Linked DNA regions of Mus musculus: region 1 is linked to region 2. A link is a contact called in public Micro-C data. All regions are on one chromosome and are shown on one strand. Each heading gives the region's core, a stretch centred on a gene start, on an enhancer-like site or on the middle of the called end of the contact. The rest is flanking DNA. Distances are from core to core; before and after follow the strand shown. Region 1 holds the start of Sned1 (sushi, nidogen and EGF-like domains 1). Region 2 holds the start of Kif1a (kinesin family member 1A).

Region 1 (3,911 bases), core at 929-3,428, 130 kb after region 2:
CCCACAGCTGGTCAGGAGATTCTAGTGGAAAGCAGTCAGGACCCCATGTCTCACCACACCTGGAGGGATACTCAACGACGCTATTGAGCACTGCTGTGTACTTGATAGTGTGCTGAGTGCTGTGCCAACCCAGAAATCCCTGAGCAGACCCAAACCCTTGACTAGGACCCTCTGAGGCATGTGCTCCCGGAGAAGGTTGGCAGCGTTGAGATGGGAACAGTGGCCTGGCAATAGGTAGAGCAAGGTTGTGTGGTTGGAGAGAGCAAGGATCGGTAGTTATGGGCTCTTCTCAGTGCCCCATGGGCAGAAAGGCAAATCCGAGTTCTCCCTAGGCTTGGTGCTGCCTGCTACACTTCTGTATGAGAAAGCCAATGAGAGAGGAGAATAGAGCTTCCAAGGAGGCCCTGTGCCCAACACCAGAAAGCAAGAGGCTCTTAGGTCCCCAGCATGGTGGCCAGGCCTGCTGGCAGCTCTGTGCTAGAAGCTGTGCAGGAGGCCTTGCGAGGCCTGGTCCTGACCGTGATGTGGTCTGGTCAATGAGACGACGGTGTTTACCAGAGAGTACTCTTACATCCAGAAGCCTGGCCCAAGGGCTGATCGGTTTTTGTTTTGTTTTTGTTTTTGCTAGCCAGGGTTTCTTCATATAGCTCTGCCTATCCTAGAACTCACTCTGGCCTCAAACTCAGAGATCCACCTGCCTCCTGAGTGCTGGGATTAAAGTCGTCACCACGCCTGGCACCAGAGGCTGATCTTCTCTAGCCAACTGTACAGCAAAACATTTCACATCTCCAGCCTTGGCTTACCCCTCTGCCAATCAGGATCACTACACAAAGCTGGAGGGGTGGGACAGAGGAAGGCAAGCCATGTACCAGGTGTGGGGTAGACGTGGTCAGTGCAAACAAAAATGGTCTCCTTAAATTTGGTGCCTGGTCCCCGACGCTGAGGGTTGGGCGTATCACAGTGGTGAGTCTGCTAAGAACAGGATCTGTGTAAGCTAGGTACCCCTGACTGACACACGGAGAACTCTCTGCTATACTTGAAAAATAATATGCAATGTCCCTTGTGGAACTGAGACACAGCACATGCTTGTTAGAGAGATTTTGGGAAATCCAGAAAAATGCAAAGCCAGCACAAACCAGAATCTCCGGGGCAGCTGCTGCTACTTCTGTAGCTTTTCTTTTTCTTCCTTGCTTCTCTTTGAGAGGCAGCATCTTGTCTTTGGGGATCCCAGACTTGGCTTATAGTCACATTATCCAACAGTAGGATCTGGGTGCAGACAAGGTGGTGAGAACTGAGGCCCCCAAGAGGCGCCAAGGGGACACAGAAAAAGACCAGGTTGCACCCCTGAGGCAGGACAGCCACTTACAAAGCAATTCTTAAGAAGATCGAGAAAGGTTAAGGAGCCACAGCAACTAACTTGCCCCCAGGGCCTGGGTGACCAGCCTACCCCGCAGGTTTCCCTAACATTGTCCAGCTGTGCTGCATGACTGATCCCATAGGGGAAAGTCCTTACACGAGAGAAAGCTAAGTAAGTCTTCGAGTCTCCCAGACCCAAGGTTCATCCTCAGTGAAACCAGAAAAGGAATAGACCCTAGGACAGGTTTCAGCTGGTTCTGAAAGTTGATGTCCTAACTTAGGGCTGGGGTGTGGCCACGCAAGGTTTGTGTAAGTGTTGTAGGGAGAAGTGGCCCAGACTGGCATTCTGTCAGGAAAAGCCAGATGCTCTGGCCTGACAGGGACCCCAGAGGACACACAGGAAGCCTGTTCAAAATCAGGCCTTAGGGCAACAAGTCAGCTTCAGAACTGCTGGGTTTGCCCACGCTCCTCCTGTGGGCAGGCCTTAAGCTGGTGACAGGAGACTGTAAGTCCTCACCTCAACATAGCCCAAATGCAAGAGAGCAAAAGGGCCTCGGTTTGGAGGTGGAGCCAACCCAGTACTAGTTCGGCTTTAATGAGCCTCGACACAGAAGGGCCTGGGAGCTACGCTCCGCTCCCGCACCCTCCCACTCCGCGGACCAGCAAGTTAAAAATGCCACTATTTGCATGACCCCGCCTCTCCCCGCCCCTCCCGAGTGGCCGGCTGGGCAGGCTATTTAAACCCCGGTCCCCGCGTTAGGCAGGCGGTCCGCAGTCGTGCCTCACGCCTTCCTAAGCTGCGCGGGTCTCCGGAGTGCGACGCGAGCTAGCGGAAGGGAACTGTGCGGCCAGTCGGTCGTGCGGTGACTGCAGCCACCTGCCCGAGCCCCGTGGCCCGCCCTCAGATCCCGGCGATGCGCCTCGGCGCCGCCTGGGCGCTGCTGCTGGCCGCAGCCCTGGGGCTCGGGACGCGCGGGGTGCGCGCTGCCGTGGCCCTCGCCGACTTCTACCCGTTCGGCACGAAGCGCGGCGACACCGTCACCCCGAAGCAGGACGACGGCGGCTCAGGGCTGCAACCACTCTCGGTGCCCTTTCCGTTCTTCGGCGCCGAGCACTCCGGACTCTACGTGAGTAACCCCGAGCTCGAGGGGGCTCCGGGGAGGGCGCCGCTGCCCTCCACCCCAACTCTTGCCGCTGCCGCCGCCAGCAACTTGGCACCGCGGCAGCCAGAGGTGGAATGAGGACAGCGCTTCCTCTCTCCCGCGGCCAAGGCCGGACAGCGACTGGCGGGAGAGGCGTGGGCAGGGCGGGGCGAGCAACCGCCAGGGCACCTAGGCGACAGCCAGGCCAGCGGAACGCGGCGCGCCCCTGCTGCTCAAGGCCCGACCTGTTTGGGACGTTGGCAGAGTTCGACAGGCTTCCGCAGAGCTGCGGGTCCCCCAGTGCCTAGTGGGGAGCCTTCGATCCTGTTCCTTCACAGTGAGCTATGTGGTAGTAGGCACATGGCCTCTGGCCACAGTTACCCTAGTGGGGTATCTGGCTTGTGATGGTCTCAGCCCTCTCTAAGCCATTTCAACCTCACCCACAGTTAACACCCAAGGCCCACAGCCAGAAGGAATTCGGGCATGATTTGCTTAGTTGCAGGAGACCTGCGCTGGGCAGGGCTGGCAGCTAGGGGCAGTGTAGAGGGGCTTACCCCTTCCCCTCCCCATCTTAGTCCCCTGGAGGTTGGCCACCAAGATCAGACCCTCTAAACAGGGCTCCCAAGGGTAATTCCTCACTCCAGCCCCAGACACGAATGCTGGAGAGGTCTCAGTGGATTGCAGAACCTGAGTGCCAGCCTCCATGTTCTCAGGGTCTGACCCTGCGCCAGTCACCTGTGCACAAAGGGATGATCTGTAGTGAAATGAGCCTCCTGAATTACTCAAATCCACTTAGAAACGCCAGAGCCAACGTAGTCTATAGTTAAAGCACCATCTTCTCACACACCCTCTGCCGAATCCAACACCAATCACCATTAGCTCTACCAATGATTTTGCCATTAGTGCCACCACATCCACTATCACCGCCTCCACTGGCACACTCACCTCCGCCATAAGCACTGCTGCCTTCAGCCGCCATACTGTCATCCCTACCATCTTGAACACTGCCTCCATCACCAGCCACGTGGTCTGCATTGCCATCCTCCTGGCCACCACTGTCCACGGGGCCTATTCACCGCCACCACCATCTCCAGAACCCTGTACCCCACAGTGACAAACATCACACAGTCCACCACTGTGTCACAACCTGGTGGCTGACTTCCCTGTGCCAACTCAGAATGGCCTCCTCACCTTGGTGGCAGTGCCTGGTGCTATAACCATGGAGGGGCATAGAGGGAGAAGAAAGGGAAGACATCCCTGATAATCCTTCTGCCCTGGGACTTGGCAGAGCAAAGATTTCTTATAGTAGGCAGTAGACAAGAAGAGCTGTGTTCTGGGTCTGCCCAGCAGGAAGAGGCCTGTACATCCTAGGAATGTGGAGACTCACCCTAACAGAGCTGTCTAAATGTTCTT
Region 2 (3,568 bases), core at 775-3,274:
CCTTAAGAAGAAATGCACCCAGCCTGAGCAGTACAGGATTGGGGGGGGGGGGTGGGAAGTGGGGATGGATCCCACAGGCATATTGCCAGCTCTCAATCTCACACTGGGACCTCTCAAGGCAGCCTCTATGACCAGTGGCCCACAAACCAAGAAGGACAATCTGTCCTTCAGATTCACCCTCACTACAAAAGGAAGCTTCGAGTCGGGGTCACTGCCTTGGGAACAGGGCTCTTCCCAGGTTTTAAACCCAGAGGACCCTGAGATTCCTGCCACCCTCTGCCTAAGAAGACCTGGATAGTGACCCCACCCACCAAAAGCAAAGAACCTCTGGAAGACCATGCTCGCGGAGATCTGAAGCCTGCCTTGGACCCTACAGCCCACCTCACCCTGCTGCATGCACCACAGCCCTCTGCCTGTCCTGTCCATCCCTTCCCTACAGCCTGACTAGGGCAGGTGACCAGCCACACCTGCAAAATGGCCGCCGCAGGTGCGGTCCCAGCCCCCCTGAACCCCACAGCTTCTGAAGCCGCCGCTGCCTCCTTAGACAGAGGCGCTGGGCACGTTGCCCTGGCAGCCGCCTTCGGCCAGCTCGGAGTGACCGCGTCTTCAGCGAACTTGCGCTGAGGCTGCGGGTCCCCAAGATTGGACTAGCACTGGCAGCGACTCTCCGCACCTCCTCCACCAGCAGTCACTTGATCCAATCCGCTTGCCCTAGCAGGCCTTTAATCCCAGCAATGCGGTCCCCTCTTAGGAAGGCTAGCCACTGGGGGACGGGTCCTCTGGTCTCTGAGAGAGAAAAAATTCCCATTCCTGGGGACGTGGGCGCGCATCGGGTCCGCGCCCGGGCGACGTCGCGCCGGCGCCCAGCAGGCCCCATGACTTGGCAATCCCTCTGTCCCCTCCCCCTCCCGCTCCCGTTCCTGCGGCCCCCAGCAGCCTGCACCTCACTGCACCGCAGACCCACCCTCTCCCTTAGCCCCAATGTGGTCCCTGTCCCTTCGGGAGCAGAGGGCGGTGGCCTTCCCAAGGGAAGCAGCTGGGGAGAGGAGTGGCTTAATGAGGGAATGCGAGGGTCTTCACAGGCAATGTTCCTAGAGTCAACTGACGCCAGACTCCCCGAGACCTCTGTCATCCCAGACGACGCGTCTCCCAGCCCCCTCCCTCCAGCCTGGGACCACACCTGTTACTGGGGCACTGGCTTTGTAGCCGCCAGGCATGTCTGCTGGTGGTTCCTCCCACACTGTGTCTTTCTGGAAGGGAAATGGGGTCTCTGAAGGGAGGAGCATCGGGAGCACTAGGAGTGATGGGCAGCATTAAGCCAGTGCCTGGCCGTGGCTCCGCATCCCCCGCCCCGCCCGCCTGTTTTGCTGTCGGCTCCAGCATCTGCCCTCCCCCACCAGAGACCAGAGCGGCTGCCCCGCGTACTCTCCCTAGGGCCTGGATCAGCAGCCGTGCCCCGTCTCGACGCCCCTCAGCCTAGTCCTGGTCCCTACTTGGCATCTCTGCCTCCCCTCCCCCGCGGTTCTGTCGCATCCCTCTGGGTAGCTCCTCTGCAGTGGAGGGATACGGGGAAAGGAGGCTGTGCCCAGATCTGCTTGTTCCTCTAGCTGGCGACCTCCACCCACATGGGCCAAGTATCGCGCCTCAGCAAAAGAGTCTTTTCTGTGGCCCTGAAAAGCTTCGCAGGAAGCACTGACACCCCTGAATTCGCCCCTTTGTTCTTCTAAGAGGCGGGGGAAGGTCGGGGGAAGGGAAGCCGCAGCTCCAAGCCCGCGCTTCGGGCTGCGACAAGGACATTGGCGTTGGTCCGGAATCTCCCATCAGATGCACATTTAGTGCGGGTGCCCGATGCCAGGGACAGGTGCGGGATGATGAGCGCGGATGGCGACAGGCCGTGGGGGCAGTAGCCTTACCTCTCAGGCGTCACTGGGGATAGCCGTGCATGGGCACTGGCACCGGGGAGGGTCCCCGATCCTGGAACTGATGCTTCTTACTGCCTGCTCCTGGTGCTGTGACGATGGCACCGCGTGACGGGCTCCGCGCCCCCGACCCGGCCCTCCCCAAGCCCCTCCCGATGCGCTGGTTGGCTGAGCGCTGCGTCCGAGGCTCAGCCGCCAGCTGGTTTGTCGCACAGGGAGAGGGACGGGCAAAGCGGCACAGAAGAGACGAGGTTGGAGCGGGAGGGGGTTGGGGCAGGGCTGTGACATCACCAGTGAGAGGTGGGAGACGGACGCCCGTAATCGGGTGCAGCACCCCCTCGCTCAGCAGTGCCTATCACTCCCAAAGGAGAGGGACCCGGTGGCGCCCAGCTGAACCTGCCTGCAGACCCTGAGCCCTTCCTCATGCTGACTGCTTTCAATTGAAATCATAAAAACTGTAAAACATCCATCTGCAGGACCAAGAGACATCAACACAGGCTTATCGTGGGGGGTGGGGGGAAGGCTAGGATGGGGTTGAGGCGCATCTTTCACTGAAGAGGGGATTTTGGGGCGGGTTAGGGATTTAGACTCCAAGTGTTAACAGGTAGGTCTCAAAAATCTCATCTGGCTTTTGGGCCCTATCACCAGAGAAAAGTCAGAGCGTTGCAGAGAGCTCTGCTGACTGGGTGAAGCTACAGACGGCAGGCTAACCCGCACCTCTTTTCCTCACACATCCTTCCGTCAGGTGGAGATCTCCTCCTTGTCCCCCTCCCTGTTCCATGGGTCCTAGACCATCATCACACACGGTCACTCCAGCCTAAATCCTCAGGACTTCAACCCACACGCTTCCCTGGATCCTCGATGGCAAACCTCAGCCTTCACCAAGTCTCAGATTTTCCTTTTTCAGTGAGGGTTGGCTGGCAGCTGGGTGAATTACAGGGCCAACCACAGCCCGGGGCTGAGTAACTCAGCTAAGGCCTATGGTCAGCTCTCCCACCAGGACTCCCCGCACTGCGGTGGTGGGAGTGATGACATCACGTTACCATAAAACTAGGGTTTCAAGCTTCCTCTTCAAAAAGCTCCTGCCAGCAGCATCCTCTACCCCTGGCAGTTGCTGGGCACTTTAAATGGTTGTCCACTTAATCCACAGCAGCCTGAGTGAGGCGGGGGCCCAACCTCAGTTGGCAACTGTGTAGCAAGAGGCAGCAGCACTGGTAGGCAGCACAGGCCAGATCCCCATCTTCTGACTGAGACTACCCCCTTTCCCGCCCCACCCCTCCAAAGCCGGGGTGGGGGGAAGCTTCACCCCTTTCTGTTCCTCAATATCACCCGAATAAGAATACCTTCAAGGATGGCAGGAACAGAAAGGCACAGTGTTTATGACTCCATTTTCCGCTGCACTTGTTAATCCCGGCACAGCTTTTTCTAGACATTCCTCTCGTTTGGATATTTGAATTGCTAGCATGTGGAGGTATGTTCACTAATTTGGTCCATTGCTGTGACAAGAGCGACTAACAGAAAGAAAGAGTTTATTGTAGTGCATGGCTTGAAAAAGTATACTGTTCATTGCAGCGGGAAGGCTTGTTTCTGGGAGGATGAGTGAGTTAGCCAGAGCTTAAGGCAGTCAGTCACATCGTGTCCACAGTAGG

What was found. Hi-C and Micro-C count contacts between places; a contact is called where the count stands out from the background.
Region 1: a Micro-C map of embryonic stem cells shows a contact between it and region 2, with 1.8 times the contacts expected there. The contact joins the promoter of Sned1 here to the promoter of Kif1a in region 2. A contact is called at or near these places in 7 of 39 promoter capture datasets (the HPC-7 cell line, embryonic stem cells, epiblast stem cells and 3 more), 2 of 484 Hi-C or Micro-C datasets (embryonic stem cells and uterus), 1 of 115 datasets of contacts at active chromatin or transcription factors (embryonic stem cells) and 1 of 9 other capture datasets (pancreatic islet).

What each region holds. Positions count from the first base shown.
Region 1 is chr1:93,233,719-93,237,629 of GRCm38.p6, forward strand. Sned1 (sushi, nidogen and EGF-like domains 1) reads left to right here and starts at 2,179. Exons shown (of 31, transcript NM_172463.4): 1 at 2,179-2,483. The coding sequence starts at 2,271.
Region 2 is chr1:93,099,850-93,103,417 of GRCm38.p6, forward strand. It overlaps Kif1a (kinesin family member 1A), which reads right to left and starts at 2,025. Exons shown (of 49, transcript NM_001368847.1): 1 at 1,914-2,025.